Linked DNA regions of Macaca mulatta: region 2 is linked to region 1. A link is a contact called in public Hi-C data. All regions are on one chromosome and are shown on one strand. Each heading gives the region's core, a stretch centred on a gene start, on an enhancer-like site or on the middle of the called end of the contact. The rest is flanking DNA. Distances are from core to core; before and after follow the strand shown.

Region 1 (4,962 bases), core at 1,309-3,808:
AGTTACAATTGTCACTGAGATCTAGGTTACAATCTTAGCTTCATCAATTATTATTTAACTTCTATGAACTTGTTCTTGCTTCTGAAAAATCAAAATAAAATTTACCATTAGAGACCAGGCACCTTGAGTTTATGAATGTGAGCAAGAGGGTGGTGACAGTAAGGGCAGGAAAGAGTAATACAGATAACCAAAACAAAACTTATAAGTGAATACATAAAAATAAGTTGTAATGAATGAAAAAACAATAAGAAAAACAAGGTGTTACAGTAAACAGATTTCTATTATGAAAATAAACACGCAGTAGTAAGCATAGCGTATGACATAACATGTGCTCAATAACTATTAAATTTCATTCCTACCATTGTCAGAGGTATTTGAACCAGAACAACTCCATCTTGAATAGGGGCTGGGTAAAATAAAGGTGAGAACTACTGGGCTGCATTCTCAGGATATCAGTCATTCTAAGTCACAGGATGAGATAGGAGGTTGGCACAAGGTATAGGTCATAAAAACTTTGCTGATAAAACAGCATGCAGTAAAGAAGCCAGCCAAATCCCATCAAAACCAAGATGGCGAGAAAGGTGAGACGTCTGGTAGTTCTCACTGCTCATTATACACTAATTATAATGCATTAGCATCCTAAAAGACACTCCCACCAGCGCTATGACAGTTTACAGATGCCATGGCAATGTGAAGAAGTTACTCTATATGGTCTAAAAAGGGGAGGAACACTCAGATCTAGGAATTGCCTACCCTCTTCCCAGAAAACTCATGAATAACCCACCCCTTGTTTATCATATAATCAAGAAATAACTATAAGAATCCTTAGTCTAGCACCTCCAATGGGGATGTGTGCACCTCCAGTTCTTTCTTGACAAGATACAAGAGCCCTCTCCTGGGGTCTGGATCAGAACCCCTTTCCAGAAACATCATCTCATGTTAAATTATGAATTAAGAACACTGAACATGAAGAATATTTAATTCAAATTAATTGAGTAAACACGTACAAAATTAAAATATAACATTTAATAAAAACAGCAAGATTGAGGCACAAGCACTTCACAAATACTGGTTTCCCAGAATGTCTGAGGAGGTGTATAGAAGTTAAGAATATGTCCTCCAGCCAGAGAGATCTGTGTTCAATCACACTATTTAAGTTAGAGTACTTAGCTTCTCCAAACCTCAGTTTCTTAACTTAGATGGAAAATGAGGACAACGTAAGCACCTATTTCACTGGATTGTAAGGAAGAATAAACAAGATAATGAATAGTATTTGGCATAAAATCTTTCAGAAAAGTAGTAAAATTGTCATTCCTATAAATCTAACTAATGTCTTTAAAATTTATCTCACAAAACCAGTATATTTTTATTTTGTACTGAGCTATTTATTTTACCCAAATTGGGAGTTTAAAAAGAAATTCATTACTTATTTTCGAAAGGAAAATTTACCATCAAGTATAGTAAAATTTTTTTTAAAGCAGCGTTAAAAAAAAAAAAAAAGAAAGATGAGAAGCACTGGTACAGATAGTTGGAAATGTCATTTAGATTTAAATCTACAGCTTCTTAGGAAAGTTAGTTAGAGGTGTATCGCACTCCAGTATGGCTATGAGCAGATGAGCAAAACTTGCACAAGTAAGCGTGGTAAACACCAGAGAAGGCGCTTTCATGGAAGGACACCCTAGGTAACCAAGCAGTGACAATAGTACAGGTGAGTCCTCGGGTACCTTCTCTCTCCACCCCCGGCAGTGGCCCGGACAAGCACTAACCTCTCCTCTCTAGAGCCTTCCCTTTATACTAGCTCCACAACCATCAAGTCCCACCATCTGCGAAGGGAATGGTGCTACAGGTAAGGCTGGCGGGGTCAGAGGATGCCGAGACCTCTTGTCAATTCTTCGCTCGCCCCCAAACGAGGATCACGGCTGCGCGGCTCTCACTCTACCAAGAAAGATTCTGATACTAAACAAGGCTAAAACTTTTTGTTTTTTCCTTCTTACAGAAGGCACTACCTTGGACGCCGCCTGCAAACGCCTGAAGAGAAGGCAGGGTGTTTCCACTTTTTCAGAATGGGGCCAGGCCCTACGGCCCCAATAGCAGAAGCTTCTCTAACCCAGACTGCTGCCCTCAACTCCTCCTGATACGCTGACCCACAGCTCGACCTCACCTGGAAGCGGTTCCGCCAGGGGATGGCTTAGGAAAACCTCATGAAGAGCGGCCCAGCGAGTGACGCCACTAAAGCCACAGTCATGGTCTACCTCGTTCAGGCCACCAGCTCGTAGGCGCCTCAGCCACTGCGCCTCCCGCCTCTCGGTCCTTCCCCGCCGCCCCGGTACCGTCGCAGCCTTCCGCGTTGCACGCCGGGAGCGCCTTATCTCCTCTTCTCAGGGACTTCAGTTCCCAGCATGCACAAACCTCAGGCACATCTGCACTCTGGGATTTGGAGTCCTCGTTCCACGCCTTCTCATCATCCTGAACACCGAGTCCTGGGACTCCGGCGGAGAATCTAAACGTAAAGCATCACCCACGGTCGTGAATTGTAGGCTCTCTTTGCATCCGGGATCTTCTTCTGGCCCCGGCGGAGTTAGGGATGGTGTCGCTTAGCAGCCGCTGCCGCTTTGGCTTCCTTGGGGACCATTTGGCTGGACCCAGAGTCCGCGTGGAACCGCGATAGGGATCTGTCCAGCTTGGTGGTTGTGGTAGTGAGGGACCTCCGCTGGTTGCCAGGCTTGGTGTAGGTGGGTGGATCCCTGTAAGCAGGATCAGCGAGTCACTCCACGTTCAGGTTCTTTAGCCTTAGGGCCCGTGTGCCGCAGCGCAGCTACCCCGTCCCTTCCAGCCTCGGGTCCGTAATCCTGCCTTACTTCGGTTCCGGTTTCCGCCGCACAACTTCACTCATTCCAATTGTTAATTTCTGCTTCTTTTTTTTTTTTTTTTTCCAGCCCCAATTCTGCTTCTCCAAATCAAGGATCATTGTCAGCCTTCCACAGACCCTCGCGCTTGCCAAGATTAGGGTGTTCGCGCGCGTTGTGGGTAGGCGGTGTGGAGGAAGGGACCCAGAAATCTTAGTCCTAACTTATATTAGTGTTAGCAAGGAAGCCGTCACATTTTATTTAGCCGGTACACTCTCTGACAGTTTGTGCCGACTGCTATTTTTGATCAAGGCTATTTTGCCCACTTGTCTGTTTTGTGGCTAAGGCATAGTTCTTTGCTAACATAAGAAAGTTATAATGAAATAATCTGCAAAAAATGTAGGCTATTAGAAAACCAATAATGCTGTGTACCTTGAAAATGCTAATATCCACCTGTTTTGTTACAGAGGTGGAGCACAGTGAAAGAATTCAAGATGCCACCTAATATAAACTGGAAAGAAATAATGAAAGTTGACCCAGATGACCTGCCCCGTCAAGAAGAACTGGCAGATAATTTATTGATTTCCTTATCCAAGGTGCTTACTTGGTCAATAATAATAGATATATACATTAACTTATGATTATTAATAAAATATGAATTTTTTTTTCAGAAACAACTATTAATTGTCACAATCTGGAAGAGTTCTTATATTTTGCTTAAAGGTTATAAAATATAAAACAGTTGCTTTTCTGTTTACTTAGGTGGAAGTAAATGAGCTAAAAAGTGAAAAGCAAGAAAATGTGATACACCTTTTCAGAATTACTCAGTCACTAATGAAGGTTTGTATGTAGTAGGTTTTAATGATAGGTTTGGCTATTAGAGGAACTATAAAAATCTGTTCTTATATAAAGTAATCTTTGTGAAAATACTTGGTAATATCTACATCACCCCTCAAAAGTGCAATATATTTAAATGTAGATTAAGTATTTTAGTATGTAAAACATTGCTAGTTTCTACTTAAAGTTTCTAAAAGGGTATGTAGGGGAAATAGAATGAGTATGTTGAAAAATAACATAAGGAAATATATCCTGAGGTCCAAATGACAAATGCAGACAATGACTGCTATAGGGATTTGTTAAGAGGGGAAGTGATCTAAGAGGTGTCAGAAGACTTCACAGAGGATGAATACTGAGGAGTAGTTTTAGGTAAGTGGAAGGTAATGCAGTGGTAAGATAGTAAGGGAATTCTAGAGCTGTTGGTTACCATAAATAAATATTGAGGATAGGAAATAAGTTTATTCTTTACATTTGAGGAAATGCGGTGCAGCAAGTTTGTAGCAGGCTGTAGAGAAAACAAATCTTGGGTAGGTACTTTGAGATAGGTTCTTGAGGTCATTAAAGGTGTATTTTATGCTGTCAGCAATTGAGAAGGCGTTTTCGAACCACAGTTGATAGGTACAAAAATAGGCCTTAGGAAGGCAAAACTGAGTCTATTATATAGGACAAACTGAAGGAAATCGGAGCTTTGCAAACATCACATTATAGAGGAGTTTAAACCTGAAATTATGCATTAGAATAATAGCAATTGGAACAGAAAAAAAGTAGTGGAAAAACATTACAAAGAGATATGTTGCTTTACTGGATATAAGACTTGAGGACTTGAGGTAAAAGGGAGAATCAAAAATGTTTCATGCTATTAAAAATCTAGAAATTGTCGTCTTAAGTAAGAAAATTGCCTGGCATGGTGGCTCACGTCTATAATCCCAGCACTTTGGGAGGCCAAGGCAGGAGGATTGCCTGAGGCTGGGAGTTGGAGACCAGCCTGGATAATATAGTGAGACCTTGCCTCTACGAAAAAATTTGCTGAGCATGATGGCACACCAAGCATGATGGCATGCCGAGCATGATGGCACGCTGAGCATAATGGCATGCACCTGTAGTCCCAGCTACTCAGGAGACTGAGATGGGAAGATTGCTTGAGCCCAGGAGGCAGAGGTTGCAGTAAGCTGAGATTGTGCCACTGCACTCCAGCCTGGGTGACAAAGTGAGGCCCTATTTCAAAAGCGAAAAAAAAGGAGAGAAAAAATTATTTATTCATTCAACAAATATTTACTGA
Region 2 (5,356 bases), core at 2,254-4,753, 430 kb before region 1:
CAGATACAGAGAGCCTGCCTCTGGTCTGGCTTGGTCAGGCAATAAGTTTCAGTTTGTGAGAGCCATTTTTTAAAAGAAAAATATTGACAACAATATGTGTGTCTAAAAGATGATATCCACAAAATAGTGAATGAACAAGAGATATTTCATATGCACAAAGCAAGATAAGACTTATTTGGTAAATTACACCTGCCTCTTAACAACAAAAATGATAAAGCTCAGGAAAAAAGCTTTTCAAAATTGGATTAATCAATAATAGCATGACTGACAAAGAGTATTGAAAGTATTCAAGCAAAAATTAGATAATTATGAAATACCTTTCTACCCAGTGCGTTAAATGTTGAACTCCCTGAGCTCTACAATGGTAGCCTGCTATTTCCATAAGAAAACATACCCCATGCCTCCTATCTACCTGGAACATAGCCCTGCCTCTCGTTCAGTTTAAAGTAACTCCTTGGTTTTTCTTCTGCCAATCAACTGAATGCTGGCCTGCATCCCCTATCAAAAGCCAGTCTTAAGGAGAGATCTCAGTCATTCTGACCCATTTGTGACTTCCATATAAGCCTACCCAAAATCTTTCATTTGCATATTAGCTCTTTCTAATCTCTTGGATATTTGCTTTGACATTCTCTTGATTTAATTTCAAGTAACATTACTACACAACAAAATTGTAATGCAGCAGTATGAGGGAAGCAGAAGATACTTCTGTTCTGGATGAGAAAGTCAGTGATATCAATGAAGCTAGAACTAGGGAATGGTGGAGGTGGGAGGAGACAGAGAGAACTGAGAGGGAAAAGAACAGAAAGAGGGAGGAACAGAGAGGAGAATGAGAATGCATTGCAGGAGATGAACGTAGCATGTATTACTGAGCTGAATGAAAAGAAATTGAACTGAATTTCTGTTAGGAACACTGCCTGGTTTCTTTAAACCTGGTCCAACGAATCAGTCCATTCCTTCTTATTGGTCTCATAAAAGCCGTATGGTTAGATCTACGATTCACAGGCTTCAGTAACTCTCATACGATTTTGATTATTTTTGTCATATCTGTCCTCCTTTAGTACTACTTGTTATTTACTTAATGTTATACATTAAAGTGAGTTTATATTGACACTAATTTTTTTTTTTCCTTGGGGGGAAAATGGTGGTAAAAGGGTACACAGTTTTAGTTAGACAGGATGAGTAGGTTTTGGAGATTTATTGTACAGCAATGATAACTACAGTTAATGTACTGTATACAGTTAACCCTTGAACAACACAGGTTTGAATTGTGTGGCCTACTTATATGCAATTTTTTTTTTTTTCAAACTCAGATAGAAAATACAGGATTCTAGAGATGTAAAACCCATGTATAAGCAGGGCTGACTTTTGTGTCGGCAGGTTCTGCAGGGCTGACTGTGGGTCTTGAATATATGCAGATTTTGGTATACCTGAAAGGTCCAGGAATCAATCCCCTGAATATACTGAGGTACTTCAAAACTACAAAGAGTAGATGTTAAATATTCTCATCTCCCAAAAATGATGAGTATGTGAGGTGATGGATATGTTATTTGGCCTGATTTAATAATTTCACAATGTATACATAAGCAGAACATCACATTGTACATGGTAAATAGATACTATTTTTGTCAAATATAACTTAATAAAGCTGCAGAAAAAATAAAATGCTACACTTTAAAATAATCTTAAAGAGGCCAGGCGCGGTGACTCATGCCTGTAATCCCAGCATTTTGGAAGGCCGAGGCAGGCGGATCACCTGAGGTCAGGAGTTCGAGACCAGCCTGGCCAACATTGTGAAACCCCATCTCTACTAAAAACAATTACAAAAAAATTACCTGGGCGTGGTGGTGGGCGCCTGTCATCCCAGCTACTTGAGAGGCTAAGGCGGAGAATCACTTGAACCCGGGAGGCAAAGGTTGCAGTGAGCCGAGATTGCGTCATTGCACTTCAGCCTGGGAGACAGAGAGAGACTCCATCTAAAAAATACAAAATAAAAAAAAATCTTAAAGAGAAAGAAAACAATCATTTGCAATGCCTTCAGTATCCAAATTAAGCAGCTCATTTTGATATTTGATATATTTGTACTAAGAGTACCTAATGTATAAAAATCTTTCTAAGCAACTATCAACTTGGAATCATGATTGATGTGCTGTCTATACATATTTTTTCTAACCTGCGAAAGTGAGAACGCAGTCCCCCACTAAATTATGCAGTCAAGTTTCCCACATTTGGGGAAATCACAGAGGTCAGCACATCCGGAGTGAAATAAATAAGCTTCGCCCTGATTACAGGTTTGGCATATTCGTGTTTAACCAATGCACCTGAACTAATTAAAGCAAATTTGGAATCCTGCTCTATTATTAAAATAACTAATTCCTAAACTCATACATCATTCCTTCTTTTAAAGATCACTGATGTTAATGTTCAGCTAATATTTTCTTTTAAAAAATTAATGACATGCTTTGGAATGTTCTCCAGTTATACAAACAAAAACAGACACATTTTGGAAAATCAATAAAATATTTGTTTTAAGTATTTTTTAAGACTGTACAGCTGGAGCTCCAGGTTTAAATTAGAGCTCTGCCATTAACTAGATATGGTTGGTCAAGAAAATTAACCTTGTATTTAATCGTCCATAAAATGGGAATAAAATAATAAGATCTATACTAATAGATTTGATGAAAGAATTTAATGAGATAATCTATGCGAAGTTCTTAGTCTGGCACCTGGTACATGAATAAGTGCATCACATAATGATGTTAGCTATTATTACTGTGGTGGCATTATCTTTCCGTTCAAAAAAGTACAACTTTCAAAGCTTTGCTGTGTTGGTGACCTGTAGTTTAATAATCTATCGCTTCTCTTTCAATCTTAATTTCCAAAGACATAGTAACAAACCATTCCGAATGAAGCATCTCCCCTCGCAAAACTTAACCTTGAGTCGACAATTCTTGTAATTATTAAATATTCATTCACTAAAGTAATTGTTTTTTTTTAAAAAAAAAATAGAGGTGATAGGACAATGGCCTAACTACAGATCACAATTAAACTTTATTTCTCTAAGGCAGGCAGGGTGAATTCTTTGCTCTGAACCTCCCCGACTCCTCTCCCTCTCCGACTCTATAAAAGAGGGAGCTCCGAGCCCTCTCTGGCGCACGAGGTTATTTCGTCTGTCCCCAGGCGTGCCAGGTGAGCCCCGTCGGATCCGGGAGGGTGAGCTGGGACTCGTCGCGAGCAGTAGCTGCAGGGTACCAAGCTTCGACCTCTGCGTCCCCGCGCCTTCGCGGCCTCCCGCCGGTGCAGGTCCGGGGCCCCCAGGCGAGGGGACGAGGTTGGCCTAATCTGCCCAACTTCTGGGCCATTTACCGTGCTCTGGCCGCCTTCCCGATTCTTCCCTCCGCGCCCTTGCCTGCTTCTCGCCTACCCGGGGCTCCGGAAGGGAAGGAGGCGTGTCCGGAGCAGGCGGGAGGGAACTGTATAAAAGCGCCGGCGGCTCAGCAGCCGGGCTTCGCTCGCCGCCTCGCGCCGAGACTAGAAGCGCCGCAAGAAGCACGGACAGTAGAGAGGGCGCTGCGCTCGGGCTACCCAATGCGTGGACTATCTGCCGCCGCTGTTCGTGCAATATGCTGGAGCTCCAGAACAGCTAAACGGAGTCGCCACACCACTGCTTGTGCTGGATCGCAGCGCTGCCTTTCCTTATGAAGAAGACACAAGTGAGTAGGGCGCGCCCGGGAGCTCCCAGGCTCGCCAAGAAAAATCGTGCCCGGTGCCCCGGGGAAGCCGGCGCGCCTTGGGACCTGCAGCTGGGGCGTGCAGGGCCGTACCTGCCGGGTGAGCCAAGAGGGTGAGGGGGAGGCCGGCGTGGTGTACGATCCCGAGCCCGCTGAGCCAGGGAGAAAAGGATTGGGAGTGCTGAGAGGGAGCCGGTGTCAAGTTTGGAGATTCCGCAGTTAAGTTTTGAGCTGTCAGTCGGAAACCGCAATTCCCGTCTGGTGGAAAGATTGGCTTTTGGGCCGTGGAATTTTAAGTTATCACGGGAAAGCATGTCTTTGCATAGGAGACGGTTTTCCCGTGGATTCTGGGAGATTATGAAACAGCACCCCACGCGCCACCCTCGCTGGCTCTCTCTCTCAGATTTATTTGCGTAGCCCCGAGGTGGGCGCCGGTCACCGGGAGCGGCACGGACGCGGGTGCAGCCGGGGGAGCGAAGCCAACGGGGAGCTCCTAAGCTGCAGCTCTCGGCGGGGCAGGTACCTGCCCGGCCCGCCCGGGAAACTTGGCTCTCGGCGGTGTCTGCCTAGTTTGCGGCTCTGTATGGGCTCTAAAGAGCTGTAGTACCTCCACAATGCATGCACCTTTTCCCATTTCAGCAGGGATAAAGGCTCTTTATAAAATAGGCACCTCTAAATGATAGTGATTGAGATAATTCCTAGTGCTGCTAAATTCTGCGTTATACATAAAGCACTGTGGGTAAAGCGCTGCCCCGGGGGACAATTAGATTTTTTTTAGTGGTGTTTTTTTTTTTTTTTTTTTTGAAGAAAATACCTGGTTCGTCCTTTAGAAAGGGCCGCCACGGTGCCCCCTATCCTATCCACAGTTCTCTTCACCATTGTTGATTCTTACCTGCTCTCACTTCTCCCCCTTAGAAATTGTTATGTGTTGTCTGCCGCGGGTTGGGTAAGGGTTGCCCTTTCACCCCCCAGAGGTTCTGTCGGAGATTGCAGTTCCTGAAATGTGTGGAAGGGGTGGAAATGGTGGGGAAAAAGGAAATCAGGGTGTTTGTACACATCGTTGGTTTAGGTTGAAGGCATCAATGTGCTCAAAATGCTTTATCAAATGGCCTGCTTAGCATCATGTTTTAAACAGATATCTAGGCCTGCAAATGTACACGTTGGGAAGAAAGTTGCAAGACTCTAGCCCCTTGTATCGATGTGGTAAAAGGCAGGGAAAAGGGACATTGCCTGGCTGAAACAGGCTTACGTAGTCTCTAGAGCACTCTCTAAGAGAAAAGAAGCCATGTGCCTCTCCCCTCTCTTGCAAGCTGGTTAGCTTTCAGGCAAGGCATTGAGCGCCACACCTGGAATCACCACAGAGTGCTGTCGAAATGCAAATGTTACAGATGCTTGCAAAAGAAAAGTTTTATTGTAATCTCTTGATTTAGACGAGCTTTCTGCGGAATTACAAGAAGGGTAGAGACCTATTCCTTTTTGTAGTAGCATCTGCTCCCATGAATGGTAGTGGTGAGATCTGGGGGAAGAAGCTGCTACCTCCTAGTTCAGGAAAAGAGCCTAAACCTTCCTATTTAAAGAAGAACACAAGAGACAGATAAGGGTAATGTCCAACACTCCAAAGCCAGGGG

The links. Hi-C and Micro-C count contacts between places; a contact is called where the count stands out from the background.
Region 2: a Hi-C map of fetal cortical plate shows a contact between it and region 1, with 2.2 times the contacts expected there. The contact joins the promoter of KITLG here to the promoter of CEP290 in region 1. A contact is called at or near these places in 3 of 14 Hi-C or Micro-C datasets (fetal cortex germinal zone, fetal cortical plate and liver).

The regions. Positions count from the first base shown.
Region 1 is chr11:95,386,997-95,391,958 of T2T-MMU8v2.0, reverse strand. It overlaps CEP290 (centrosomal protein 290), which reads left to right and starts at 2,558. Exons shown (of 53, transcript XM_077953219.1): 1 at 2,558-2,732; 2 at 3,314-3,442. The coding sequence starts at 3,341. TMTC3 (transmembrane O-mannosyltransferase targeting cadherins 3) reads right to left here and starts at 2,343. Exons shown (of 14, transcript XM_015152434.3): 1 at 2,162-2,343.
Region 2 is chr11:95,821,326-95,826,681 of T2T-MMU8v2.0, reverse strand. KITLG (KIT ligand) reads left to right here and starts at 3,503. Exons shown (of 9, transcript XM_077953220.1): 1 at 3,503-3,710. The coding sequence starts at 3,696. It overlaps LOC144332704 (a long non-coding RNA gene), which reads right to left and starts at 3,496. Exons shown (of 4, transcript XR_013400689.1): 1 at 3,364-3,496; 2 at 1,833-1,973.